2 separate regions of the Mus musculus genome follow, and region 2 is linked to region 1. A link is a contact called in public promoter capture Hi-C data. All regions are on one chromosome and are shown on one strand. The core of a region is the stretch at or near the end of the contact, and the rest is flanking DNA. Distances in the headings are between cores, read along the strand shown.

Region 1 (7,247 bases), core at 2,802-5,301:
TCAATAAAACTGTTAATAGCAGTATTATTTTAAATATCTACAAAATGCAAACAATCTAGAATTACAAAATAAGAACACGGGGACACCATAACAGCACGTTACAACATAAAAACTATGAGTTTAAAAAAAAAAAAAAAAAAAAAAAGGTGCACCAGTGAAAGCAAGAATGAGCAACACCTGGGGTGTCCTTCAACCTGCTTTTAAGTTGCCATAATGACCTAATACTGTTGTGTTTGGGGAAAGTTGGTGACCATACAATGTAACACATTTAAAAAGAGAACAGGCTACTGACCTTGATTGACCTGAGATTGTCCTCAAGTGTACACACAAGCAAGGACTCACACACATCAAAAAGATGCATTTAAACAACTGAGCTCAAGGTCCACTGAGAGGGTTGTCAGGCAAAGGTGCAGGCTGCAAACCCTTCTGACTTGAGTTCAGTCCCCAAGACCCACATATGGTAAGAGAACAAACTCTGGAAAGTTGCCCTCTGATCTCTACTCCCAAATAAACATACATAGTTTAATAAAAAACAAACAAACAAAAACAACAACAAAAGAGTCCTGGAATTCTTAAACATCACCTTTAAAAAAATACTCTTACTTAAGGTAGATATAGAACTGAATAAGCAACAAAAAAGCAAGTTTTCGACCAAAGTTAAGGACAGAGATAGAAGTACTGAAAACTCCTGGTACCCATCTGAAGTCAGGTATGAAATTCTTCACATAAGAGCAATGACTCTAACTCCAGCAGACAGACATCTGACGGGCAGACAAGAGTCTTCATTTAACCACAGCACACTTATCATGCAGAGCCACCTACCATTTATTAGAGCCAAAAATTCTTGGTGCTAGAATGGGAACAAGGTAGTCAGCCAGGCACAAAAACATAACAAAGCAGGAAACACCAGACAGCACAGATGGATCGAGATAATAGATAATCCTATTAAAAACAGAGAAAATTAACCAAGGTTAGAGAAGAGCAGCCGTCAGTCACTATTCCCAGTCAGAGCTATTCCCTCCCTCCCTCCCCTCGACTCTCAGAGCCGGGGCTGCTCCCTTTCTAACTTCCTCACAGAGGCGTTCCAGGGGCACCATGGCGTGATGTTGTCACAGCCATAGCGGTTAATGTAAACAGCAGTACTCAAAACCTCTGGAGTCCTCAATATTTTTTTTCCTGGGGGTTTTTTCGAGACAGGGTTTCTCAGTTAGCCCTGGCTGTCCTGGAACTCATTCTGCAGCCCAGGCTGGCCTCGAACTCAGAAATCTGCCTGCCTCTGCCTCCCCAGTGCTGGGATTAAAGGCGTGCGCCACCACGCCCAGCTGGGTCCTCAAAATTTACTAGAAGGAATATAATAAAGCAAGAGTGCTGAAACACAAGAGTTTGCGTGTCCGGGATTTACTCAACTGCATCAAGTTACAACTTTACATAAGGACTACAAATCTAGAAAGAGGGCAAGCTGCTTGCAATAAAGGCATTCCTTTTGGATTATGTATTACAAAAGCTTCTCTAAGCACAGGCTATGAACCCTCTGAGCATTAGCAATAGAATCTCACTTACAGGAACAGCAGGGAAACCACACCCATGATGGCAGGTGGAAACCAGGCTCTTTCCCATCGAAGGACTTTGTCAGCCATCAGCATCACCTCTCCCCAGCCTTGCAGCTGCTCTTCAAGACTTGCAGTCTCCACGGCCTACACATGATCAACAGTTAAGACTGTTACTTTGCCAATCTCAACACTTTGGTGGCTCAGAGAGTACTTTCTCAGGCATCAAAAACACGTAAAATGCCTTTTACAAAACTGTTATCTTAAACAAGGTGAGTCATGAAAACCTGCAATTTTGGCACCAAATATGAAAATCCATGGGTAGGAAAAAGCCTAGGCTTTAATGGTCATTTTAGCACTGGGCCATATGTCCATGATGTATAATAATATTCCCAAGATTTCACAATTTATTTCAATATTCATGAAAGTGAGCTTAATATGGGAAACTAATATCCCCAAATGCAGCCACAGAGCCAAGAGGCAGTGCTCAGAATATTACTAGATTGAATATTCTGTTTGCCCATTTCAGGTGGTTGGCATTGATCTGTCGATTGGCCGTTTTATTGATTGAAGTCCTTCTAAATCCATCAGGAGAACCTTTCCCTTAACACTAAGTACATAAATCTCTAAAATAGCTTTGTATAATGGAATGACTCTGATGTTGGCAGTCACTGTGGAATTAAAGAAAACTCTTTCAACCAAACTATGTGAGCTCAGCACTTAATGGCTCCTCATCATTAATGATAGAATTTCAATTAAATCTCAAAATTTTTCTGCATATGTGACAACTAGCCAAAAGCACACCTTTACCATGGGCTACTGTGACCTGAACCTATCAGGGACTTTGGTAACGGAAGGTATTTAGAACCTGTTTGTGCAGAACTCTGGATTCAACATCCAGGAACTACATACACACAATGCCCAACTGACACTATCAACTCTTCACAAAGGAATATGCAAATATAGAACAGTTCAGGCTAATTTTAATAAAGATGAGATATGTGACTAAGTACTTTTGACATCTCCCCATACTAGAAATCCTAAACATTTTACATGTTATACTTCAATTGACGCTCCAAAAAAACTGGAAAAGGTATTCTCACAACCTCTACTTTAAGATAAGGCGACTGAGACATAAAGGGGTTAATATATTTAAATCCAGGAAATCCAAGACTAATGGACTTGCTCTCCTTAAAATGATGGAAATAGTAGTGATCAGGCCCTCTCCCATGATAGTTTCCTTGTACAGCAATTAATCCTCTTATTGAATTGTTTGCTGGTATTGTGTAGGAGGAGTTTAAGGGTACAGGGTAAGCATCTCTATTGTATGGTACTGTGTGTGTGTGTGTGTGTGTGTGTGTGTGTGTAGGGAATTTAAGGATACAGGGAATGCACCTCTAAACACAAATACAAACTGAAAATCTTGCACTAATCAAAACTGTCCCGAAGAATCTTGTCGGCACTTAGCAGTTAAAAAGGCAGGCATTAAAAGCTGATTGCTTTTTTCATTTCTGATATGGCCTGCCTTTTCTGGGGAATGACAATACAGAAAAAAAAAAAAAAAGATCTTTCGTTCTTGCCTAGGTGGGTGATGCAGTTAAAAATTTGAAACTAGCAGGGCCTGGTGATGCGCAACTGTAATCCCAGCACAGGAGGATGACAAATACAAGGCTAGCCTCGTCAAGCTACACGAAAACCTAGCCTTAAAAACCAAAAACAAAGACCTAACCAAAAACAAAGACCTGTAATGAAGCAAACGCGCCCTCTTCTAATACCATCATCTCGTGTAGCTCCGTCAAATCCGTGCTAAATCATTTTTAAAGTTGCATCCAGTCCCGTGAGTCCCTCGCCAGTTCCCAGACAAGTGCCAGGATCCCCCACTGTCCTTTCCGCAGAACCCGTTTTCAGCTTCCTGCGGTGAACTCCAACCAGCCAGCTCCAACAAATTCTGTGTCAGCGATAAACTAATTCTCTGTAGCAGCCCTTTGACCCTCCACCCTTGCGCCAAGTTTTAGGAGAAAAAGAATCATGATTAAAAATAATCTACGGAACATGAGATTAAGATCAAAGGGCAAAACAGGTAGGTCTCCGGCCTGAGCCGGAGCGCTAGACAAGGCCCCTGGCGGCCGAGTGCCCCAACCTGTTACCCAGGTTCCTTCTTGCCACAGCCCCCTTCTCACACTTCCTCACGCACGGCCCAAGCCTTATGGTGCAGGATTCCGGGGGACGTTGGGGATCGCCAGCAGCGACCTCCACCGTGGAGATAAGGCCTGGCTGTCCCTGGTAGTCCACCGAGGCCAGGAGGCCCATCCGGAAACTCCGGGGACAGACTGACCACCGCAACTCACCAGCAGGTTGCTGCTGCGGTTATCCCCCTCCGCCATCGTTCCAGACTCGCGGTTATCAACGAGCGAACACACACTATCCCCCCAACACCAGCAAGGCAACCCGAGCGCGGGGGAACGCCCCGCAGTCTGCTTATATAGGCTAGCTGCCTTTCCCGACAGCCCTCGCGAAACTCGCTCCTCATTGGGTAGACCGCACTCCGGCTTCTGGGAAGTCGGGCCAACCGGCAGCTAGCGCATGACTTGAAATCCAGGTCAAAGGAGAGCGAAACTGAAAGACTCTGACCAATCAGAGTGCAGGGGTGTGGCCCTCGAGAGGCGGAGCGGAAGGAAGCGGTTCAACCGCCGTACCTAGTCTCTCACCCAGATCTTCCTAAATCCTGGGGCCTCTCTAGTCCCTAGCTCTTCTGCTGGAAATCAAAACCGCTCAGGCGCCTGTCCGCTCAGCTGCGCAGGGGATGCGCAATGGCATCCTATGCGGAGGCTGGAAGGGCAAGGACGCTTTAGGTTGCTGTGGCACCTGCTGACTGAAGTATTGGCTGCCCCAAGTGAGCGCTGTCTGTGCCTTCTCCCCAGCTCTGGCCTTTGGAGAACATGGAAGATGCACAAACTCTTAAAGGGCTTCATTTGCAGCCAGTTTTTGGGGGAATCATTTGCGGGGTGCTTCACTTGATAATCTATGAGTACTTCAGGTAGCTAGGGGAGCGCTTCATTCGGAGGGATGGATGAGTAGAGGAGCAATTCGGATGTTGGAGGGCTTCAGACTGATAGATTAATGGATGTATGGGGAAGCCAGGCTAAATACGACCTTCAACTAATTTTAAATTATTTTTAAAAACACTTCGTTCCTTAATTCCCAGGTTCTTTAAAGGCCTTGGAGGTTAAAGAGAAATGTGAGAGATCACATAGTGCTCCTAAATATGCCTGGTCCCTTCCTGGCCTATGGTGGCTCTGTCAAAGGGGCATACAATTTGTCATAGAACTTGTGGAAAGTACTAGAAGGTACAGACAACAGTTTTGACCAGGAAGGACGCTCATTGTGTGTGGGCGGGGCGGGGGGGGGATATTATGACTTCGGTTGATACAGAAATCATGTCAAAAATTGTAAAGCCTGGAATTCCCTCCTTCTCCTCAGTATTGAGAACAAAAGGACCCAAACAGCTGCTACCAAGCAATGAGGTGCCCATCTTGGTGGTACCAGGAGCAGTCACTTTGCTAAGAGAGGGCAGAGTAATAAGTTTTTCCTTGGCAACTTGGCTACTGCCCCAGAAAGCTTAGTTTAGTCGGTGTTCCCAAAGTAAAATTTAAGTTTAGGCCAGTCCCAGGTCCCAATCCAGCTCTCACTAACCTTCCAAATGGCTCAGAGGTTACAAACACCTCTTTTTCTACCACAAAGTGACCTTTTGAAATGTGTCAGAAGATGAAGCTCGTAACACAAATCTTCCTCAGAACTTTGGCACTGCAAATGAAGAAGATCTTTGCAAATACTCTTCTTCTTTCAGAGCTTTCACTCACAATTAAGGCTCTGCAGTTTTGTTTTAAATATTGCTAAAATTAAGCTTCATGCATTTTCTGTGTAATCCTGGCTGTCCTGAAACTTGCTTTATAAACCAGATTCGCCTAGAAATTCCACCTATCCTTGCCTCCCCTGGGATTGAAGGTGTCGATTCTTATCTAAGAACTTTCCTACTGAAATAATTAACTCGCTGTTCAAAAGGGAGTAAAACATTTTTTAAGAAATTTTTTTAATTTGGAGAGATAATATGAAAAAAAAAAGCCACAAAACTATTGCAAAACAAACTTTCTGGGATCTACTTCAATAAATTCAGAGCTTAGATACTGTTATCTTTTTAAGACTTGAACCTTTATTTTTATTTTTTTGAAAAACAGGTATTTCATACAATCTTTACCATGTTAATGTAAAGTAGGCAGGTGTTTTTGTTTTTCAAATGATGCATTATGGACATTTTCAGGAAGCTGGTGTTATTTATTCAACTTTTAATCTTAAATACAAGCACAAAATTATATCCATCAGGAGGCATTACAACTTAAAAATAAGCCACTATTTGTACAATGTTACTAAGACAAGGAAGATTCAGTTCAACTCAACTTACTCTTAAATAAGAGTTTAAAAAAAAAAAAAACACAAAATGTGATGTCATTGCCACCTGACATTCCAGGTAGAAACTTAAGTGACTTGTAAATTGAAAAATGACACAGAATCTGAAACAGGAGCTGAACCACACTGTCAGAAAAAGGGAGAACAACCACTGCCAATCACCCTGTTGTGGAAAAATAAAATTTCAGAACTATATTCTTTGCCATCTTCAAATAGCCAGCTGATTTGAGTTTTTAACATTAGCACTAGAACTTCCCAATGAGCCCCAATTGTCAAGTTTTCTCTACATGGTTGCCTTTTCAAACCTAAGCAGTTAGCTTTTTGTAGACAGTGACGTTATCTAGGCCCAAAAGCAGGCAAAGTACAGTGACTGCCTCCTCTTGAATCTTTGCACAGCATTGTGATGCTCACCAGCACTATTAGGAATCTACCTACCCTATCGAGGTAACTGAGGATGAACTTCAGTGACTAGTGCGTTATTTTTTGCCTCCTTGATTTGGGGGGAGGGTTCTAAATTACTAGCATTTTATAAATTCAACATATAAAACAATGTTGGTCTTCGTCTGCGTCTGAACACAGGAAACAAAGATGCTTCAGGGTGGTAGTTCTAAGGGCTAGGATGTACGTAGCTCAGGGTAGAGAGCTTGCCTAGCATGTGCAAGGTCGCATCCCTGCCCTGCAGGAAATGCAGCTAATATTAGCACAGCACTGACATCTGCTGTGTGTGATTGGGAGTGGCAGGCTAGTTGTAGGTGTGTTCATTACTAAGAAAAGATTGGGAGAAAAGAAGAACCAGCTCCTTTGATTTTAGTACTGCACAAGTAAGCCCCCGAGTAACTACAAAAAGGTGGAGGGAAAAAGGCCAGGAAGACTCTGATTTAAAGTACTGCCTGTAATACCCCAGATTAAAAAGGACCTAAGACTGCACATCAACTCTAATATTTGGCTGCATTGCCCTGCTTGGCATTTATTAAATGGCTCTTTCCTTAAATTTCACACATCAGAACAACCACAATTTAAAAAAAAAAACAATGCAGATAACACCAAACATTGGATGATATTAAGAAATCTATTAACGAAGCTTAGATAACAGAGGCAAGTGTTAAGGGCAAAGTGAAGGGAGTCTTTCTTCTTCTGTATTACAAATTCTTACCCTGAACCTGGGCTTTGAGCTCTGAATCAGTGATCTAAGAAAGCAGATCAAGACCTATCAGTTTCACATAGAAATCTCACGCC
Region 2 (7,263 bases), core at 2,229-4,728, 180 kb after region 1:
TGGTGAGGACCCAAGCTTGGACCCCAGCACCCCTGTTGGTCGGCTCACAAACGTCTGTAACTCCGGGTACAAGGGGTCAGACATCTTTTTATGACCTTCATGGTACATTCACATACATGTGATATACACTCACATAAAATAATAGTAATAATAATAACACAAGATTTAAAAGATTGAGGATTAAATGGGCTCACTGGAATTGTTCTTCTGACTGTAAGCTATAAATGATGGGAAGACAACCTCGTGTATATGTGTGTATGTGCATGTATGTGTGCATGTTCATATATGCATCTGCACATGTGTGTGGAGGCTGAGGGTGATCTCAGGTGTCTTTGTTGGTGCTCTTCACCTTATTTTCTTGTTTTTGTTTGTTTTGTTGTTAAAATATTTATTTAGAGTAGTGTGTGTGTGTGTGTGTGTGTATGTGTGTGTGTGTGCATGTGTGTGCGTGTGTGTGTGTGTGTATGTGTGTGTGTATGTGCGTGTGTGTGTGTGTGTGTATGTGTGTGTGTATGTGTGTGTGTATGTGCGTGTGTATGTGTGCGTGTGTGTATGTGTGTGTGTGTATGTGTGTGTGTATGTGTGCATGTGTGTATGTGTGTGTGTATGTGCGTGTGTTTGTGTGTGTGTATGTGCGTGTGTATGTGTGTGTGTATGTGCGTGTGTATGTGTGCGTGTGTGTGCGTGTGTGTGTGTGTGTGTAAGTGCGTGTGTGTGTGTGCACGCACGCATGCCACACTGCACATATGGGGATCTGAGGACGACTTTTAGGAGTCAGCTCTCTTTTCCCACCATGTTTTGGAGGTGGTCTCTCCTCTCTTCTCCCTGCAGGAGCGCTGCCCTTGAGGTTACAGACCTGAGCCACAGAATCCAGCTCTTTTCCAGAGGAACAAACTGTGTTTATCAGGGTGGAGAGCCAAGTGCTCTCACCCACTGAACCCCCTAAGCCAGCAGCCTGCAACCCCGCATTTATTTATTTATTTATTTATTTATTTATTTATAGTCAGAGTGTTCCACTGAACCTAGAGCTGACTGTCTAGAATGGTTTCCAGCAAGCCCCAGGGACCCCCAGTCTCTGCCCTCTCAGCCCGGGGTTACAGCTGACTGTGATGTGCCAGCCTTTTTACACAGGTGTTGGGGATTGAACTCAAGCCTCTCGCTTCTATATGAAATATTTCACAGCTTACTATCTCCTCAGCCCCTGGGAGACACTGACTGCATCTGCAGCACCGAAGGCCGTAGGATTGAAGCTGCGTTTGGTGTGCTAGTAAGATCACTGGTGGCCTTGGGCCCCCAGGGAGTTTCAGGGAGGGGACTGGATAGTAGAGACACAAGAAAGAATTGGAGTTAGAACTTTTATAAATTATTTTTATTATTATTATTATTTTGAGAGAGTCTTGTCGTGTAGCTTGCTGGTTAGGAGCTGCTAACACTCCTGCCTCTGCTTCTGGGATTATAAATTGGAGGTTTGAGTTCCATTCTCCATCCTCTGCCGGGAGGGGAGGGGGCTGGAGCCTTAGTTCAGTCACCAGTGGCCAATGATTGACGCCATCATGCCTCTGTGATGGACCCTCTTGAATGGCGGGCAGGGCATGGTGAACTCCCTAAGAGGGTGATATAGCCAGCAGACTCAGGGTGACTCGGTGGTGACCCTGGCCCCCACTTTGCTCCCTAGTGCCTCCATTAGGCTGCTCCCGAGTCACATCCTTTGTAACCACAGAAATGTCCATCTAAATAACATCAGAGTCCTGTGTACAACTCTAGCTGTTACCAAACCAAAAGCGGGGGTGGGGGTGGGGGGGGGGGAGAAGGGAACCCCTGACTGGGGCAAAGCCTAAAGGAAGTATGGATATCCGGGCGGTGGCCTTGATCTCAAGATTCTCCTGCCTCTACCTCCTGAGTGCTGGGATTGCACAGGCACAACTATGCCCACCACGTATTTCTGCAACGGGCTCCCCTTCCAGAATGAAAGTTGAAATTTATTGAGTTCATTGACGCCAAATCAGGATAAAAATTGTGGGAGCTCGGCTGGACTTCAAAGGAAAGGAGTGAACGCAGAGATGGCTCCGCAAACGCAGACCAGACAAACTTTTGGGCAAGTGCAGCCGTGGGTCTTTGCTACTTAGGAGATTTTTAAAGTTTAAACAACTGTTAAATGAGTCTGTACATCCCTTAGACTCTAGCTTTCACACTGGAACAGCAGCTATGTCAAAACACCTGTAAGCCCCCGAGCTTGGGCTATGACTTAGGGTGCCTAGGTGCCATTTACCTACGGGGCATGCTCAGTTACCATTTGCTACATGGATGCCCCTGGCCGGCACACCGCCACTGCCCCCTTGAGCCGTTGCTTAGATGTCTTAATGATGGCGAGATGGACAGAGAGCACTTGGTTTTTAGCTGTGATGGCCACCTTCCAGACACCTAGGCTTTCGGGTGGGTCCTCAGTTCCACACACAGGCTCCTAACTAGAAAAAGACGGCGCGGCCCACGCGAAACAGGTTTGTTTCGCAGAAGCCATGAACTAGGCTTTCTGATCGATGATTTGGGTTGTCGTGGATTTCCATCCTGACATTTTGGTGGCAGGTATTTAACCTTATTAGTTAAACTAATGCCAAACAACGGGAAGAGAATGGGTTTCTGTAGCGCACCGTGTAGACAGCAGTAGGCACGCAGCTACAGAAGGAGCTCCTATAGAAAGTTGTATTGATTTCTCATTACTTACTATTTACTTTTAAAGTTTTAGACGCGAGGTCTAATGCAGTCCAGGCTGAACTCGAACTCACTACATTGCTGAGGTTGGCGGTACATTTCTGCACTCCCTCCAGCTCCTGAGTGACAGGTGTGGGGTAACCAGCCCAGTTTAGAACGGTGCCGAGGATGGATTTATACCTGTGCCATTATTTATGGTGCTGTCGGAGTCAAGACAAGTTCCATTATACACCAAAATACCTCACTTCTTATCACCAGAAAAATACCCATCACGCCTCCCCTGTCCTGACAGGCTAAGATCCTGTGAATTCACAAGCCAAAGCATTCAACCCCCTTTTGGAGTCAGGTGTGGGGGTGCACAACTTTCATCCCAGCACTCGGGAGGCAGAAGAAGGTGGATCTCTGAGTTCAAGGCCAGCCTGGTCTACAGAGAGTTCTAGGACAGCCCGGGCTATGCAGAGAAACCCTGTCTGATAAAAACCAAATAGCTGTGATTTTCTTACGATACTGTAACTGCCCACTTAATATTTCCACCAATGTAGTTTAAAAACACCTTGATTTTAAGACCTTCTCGGTTCTGTTAGTATAAAAATCTTTATAATATGTTTTCCTTAGGGCTTGCAGAGACGGCTCAGTGATTAAGAGCACCGGTTACTCTTCCAGAGGACCAGGCTCAATTCCTAGCCTCCACAAGGTGGCTCACAGTGCTCTGTTAACTCCAGTCCCAGGGGATCTGATGCCCTCTTCAGGCCCTCATAGGCATCAGGCAGAGATTTGTGGTGACCTAAACTGTATTTCCAAGCCATAGTCACATGTACTTGGCTACAGAATAAACTACCTCTTATTCCTTTGGATGCTAGAGGTGTGTTGTTTGTGTTCATAGAAGGCTAGGTTATTTGCGTGTGTGCTGGGAGCTCCGACTTCGCCGTCTGTTTTCTCGTGGAGCCCAGAGCCTCGTACATGCATAGCGCTCCACCATCCTGCTGCAATCCGAGCAAGCCCGAGTCTTTGTAAAAGCCAGCAGTGCTTGTCTCCATCTGCTTTCATTTCCAGGCATGTTCTAGCAGCATCCTTGTGGCTTGGCGCCCGTGTTTTAGAGTGTGATTCAGCACAGGGCTCTCTCTAAGTCAGGACCACTTTGCCAATCAGGATCAGGTCATATTGCAGGCTGGGCTCTCCTGGACCAGGCAGGGAGCCCCAGGTCCTGTTAGCCTGCTGCCACTCTCCTCAGGGCTATTAGCTGGGGAGACAGAAGCCAAATGTCTCCCAAAGATCCTGGAAAATTAGGTTAGCACTGTCTGGCAGGTGCCGTGACTCAGAGGCTCATCCCGGCCACAGCTCATTGGCCCTGGAGTTGGAACAAGAACAATGTTGTCATGAATGCAAAGCAGGACAGGAGAGCCGGGAGGCAGGACAGGCAAGGACCTTCAGCTTGTTTTTAGGACCCTTTCCAAATGACTGAGGTTTTAGACTGAAGAGGACCAGAGATTCTCTGGCAGTGGGTGTGTAAGGTAAAGCCACTGGTGGGGGGCACTTACACCAATGGGGTAGCCTGTCCTAGCCACTTACTGTGTGACCTTGGGTAGGTAGCTTAACTCCTCTGAGAGCTCATCTCCTGGTCATTCAAAGGAGTGTAATAATAGTCACTGAGGTTGTCCTGAGGACGAGTGAGATGCTGCACATACGTGATAAACTTAACATTAAAGACATTCAGGGAAACGTGACCAAAGCATAAGATGGGGCCCAGCAAGCTCCCTTCTGTAACCTCCTCTCCCCAGCCTGAAACCTGTTTGCTCAGGTTTCGGTGTTAGAGAGCATGGGGCAGAGCTTGCCGCCCTATCGTCCTGCCACTCCCACTGCCTGCCTCCCAGCTGTTCCAGAGCCATCACGTGTTCACCTGCAACCTTACTCCAAGATGATTTGGCGGGAATCGGGCCCCTTCCCCTCCTTCATAACTCGGTGCACAAATTAGTAAAATTGAGCTTTGATCAGGATATTGTCTTAGCTTCGTCTTTTTCTCGTCCACCTACCTCCCTCTTCTCTTCCAGGTTTCCAAGATGCCTTTCCAAACTAGAACCCAGACATGTGAGCCACTGGCTGGACACAACACCCTTCCATTCTGCCTTAGTTAGGGTTATCATTGCTGTGATGAAACAACACAACCAAAAGGAAGAAAATGGTTTATTTCATTTGTACTTTTCAGGTAACAGTTCATTAATGAGGGAGGTCAGGACAGGAACTCAAACAGGGCAGGAACCTGGAGGAGAGAGCTGATGCAAAAGCCATGGGAGAGTGCTGCTTAGTGGCTTGCGCAGACTGCTTTCCTCTAGAACCCAGGACCACTTAACCTGGGAATGGGACCACCCACAATAGGCTGGGCCCTCCCCCACCAATCACTAACTAAGAAAATGGTTTACAGATGGATCTTATGGAGGCATTCTCTTGATTGAGTTTCCCTCCTTTCAGATGACTCTATCTTGTGTCAAGTTGACATAAAACCAGGCAGTAAAGGCCCCAACCCAGGGTGGGCCTGGATGGAAGATCCAGCAGCCAGGCCTTGACCCCAATCCTGGGAACATCACAGAAGATGGGTAGGAAATATGTTAAGAGCCAGAGGTTGGGGAAGACAGCTGTAAAACAGTGTCTTCCAGAAATGACAAGTATAGGTGCTCAGAAATTCTGGGCAGCCAGGGTTGACTGCACAAGATCTGCAGAAGATCAGTCTAGCTAACAGTCCAGTACGGGTGTTACCTTTGCAAAGCCCCACCCCACAGTGGGGTGCTACAGGCAGCTGTAGGGGAGACAAAATCAATTTTCTTCAGGAGTGGTACCTCTGTTAGGTTGCTCAGGCTATGGTGGACAGCCCTACACCCAGGTGTGTGTGAGCAACACCAGTTGGGTCCCATAGGTAAAATGCACCTACATATACAGATGTGAGATTGGGAGGAAGAGGGGCCCTGGAGGAGTCAGAGGTGGAGGGAGTCAAGGGTAGATTTAATCAAAATAAATTGCACTCATTTATGAAGGAGAAAGGTTCTAAAATGTACCCAAGGTCATGGAGTAAGTGTGGACATGGTATTAGAGGATCTCTATTAGTCTTAAATCAGTATTGTTTTTTACTGGTTTTCATGTACACTGGAGTCAACCCCCCAAAAAACAAACAAACAAACAAACAAACAAACAAACAAACAAGACAAACAGAACCTGAGGACGGAACACACACACACACACACACACACACACACACACACACACACACATTTGCACATACACAGTTTTTATTTTTTTGCCTGTTTGTTTTGAGACAGGTCTTTCCACATAGTTCTGGGTGTCCTGGAATTCACTATAGAGACCAGGCCACACAATTAAAAAAAACAAAAAACAAAAAACAAACAAACGTCAAGGGGCGAGGCTGTAGCCCAGAAGCATCTGCTTGCCCAGTGTGCACAAGGTTCTGGGTCTGATCTCCAGCACCACAAAGCAGTTCAGCAAGCAGAAGAATGGTGGTCAGCAGGGAGTGGAGGAGTCCTGAGCAGGGGTCTGCGGGGACTGAAAAGTGATGGAGACTCACTCTGGATGTGTTTAACATTCTCAGCTGCACACTTGAAATGGTCACAACAGTAAGAACACTTAGTGTAGTTATTAGCATTAAAAACATGATTATCTAGCCAAAATGTCAGATGCTAAATGTACCTACCATTTGTCTGTGTTAACAGATCAGTCAGTGACCAGTCAAGGCAGGTGGGAAGTGCTCGGGACCTTCCAAGTGCAGGAAGAGGTGAGTCAGAGTAAGCAAGCCAGGACTGGCCAATGTGAAATACTTAACTGTACTCTGGTATGTAGGGATTGTCCATCATTGTCTGGCACCTGTTAGGTTTTCAGCCGTAGTCTAATCAGGCCATGCCCACCGGTAGATTTCTTACTTTTTTTTTTAAAGCAATGCAATTATAACACAGATATCTATTACATGATCCTTAGCTTGCTGCTAGGATTTCTAGCTTCATCAGATGACCTTTCCCCCTGACCCTGGAGTCCTTTTTTTTTTTTTTAAAGATTTATTTATTTATTATATGTAAGTACACTGTAGCTGTCTTCAGACACTCCAGAAGAGGGCCTCAGATTTCGTTACGGATGGTTGTGAGCCACCATGTGGTTGCTGGGATTTGAACTCGGGACCTTCGGAAGAGCAGTCGGTGCTCTTAACCACTGAGCCATCTCGCCAGCCCCCCACCAGTAGATTTCTAAGCCTCTAACAGACTCATAGGAGCCCTGGTATAGAGGCAAATGGTAGGTGTCATTTGTACGTTCCGAAGGAAGTTCATAGACTTTATATTTCCGGGCTCTGGGTCCTTAAAGGGCTACTGGTGGTGGCATTATGGCAAAAACTATGATCTCAGTGTTGCACAAAGGAAGGAACATACAAATGGAGTGAAAGTAATTTGGGAAGGCAATTTCTTCTTGCAGAGAAGATGAGCCAGAACCCAAAGCTGGCTACTGAGCATACTCAGCCAAGATGGCTTCTATCGTTTATCTCTCACGTAGGTGGTGTGTCTC

The links. Promoter capture Hi-C pulls out the DNA fragments that hold promoters and counts their contacts.
Region 2: a promoter capture Hi-C map of hippocampal neurons shows a contact between it and region 1, with 2.1 times the contacts expected there. The contact joins the enhancer-like site here to the promoter of Arl6ip1 in region 1. A contact is called at or near these places in 8 of 39 promoter capture datasets (the C10 cell line, cranial neural crest, hematopoietic stem and progenitor cells and 4 more), 8 of 484 Hi-C or Micro-C datasets (B cells, the G1E-ER4 cell line, the STO cell line and 5 more), 7 of 115 datasets of contacts at active chromatin or transcription factors (the HPC-7 cell line, acute myeloid leukemia, bone marrow-derived macrophages and 4 more) and 2 of 9 other capture datasets (adipose tissue and liver).

What each region holds. Positions count from the first base shown.
Region 1 is chr7:118,125,574-118,132,820 of GRCm38.p6, forward strand. Arl6ip1 (ADP-ribosylation factor-like 6 interacting protein 1) reads right to left here and starts at 4,052. Exons shown (of 6, transcript NM_019419.2): 1 at 3,896-4,052; 2 at 1,561-1,694; 3 at 823-942. The coding sequence starts at 3,931. Smg1 (SMG1 homolog, phosphatidylinositol 3-kinase-related kinase (C. elegans)) reads right to left here. Exons shown (of 63, transcript NM_001031814.1): 63 at 5,739-7,247.
Region 2 is chr7:118,310,568-118,317,830 of GRCm38.p6, forward strand. No RefSeq gene overlaps it. Among named protein-coding and RNA genes, the nearest start is that of Gm35083, 13 kb to the right of the region's middle. Within about 2 kb of position 3,479, at least 35 of the 459 cell types and tissues checked have an H3K27ac peak or open chromatin away from gene starts, as enhancers often do. A contact at or near this core is called in hippocampal neurons, where this site is marked.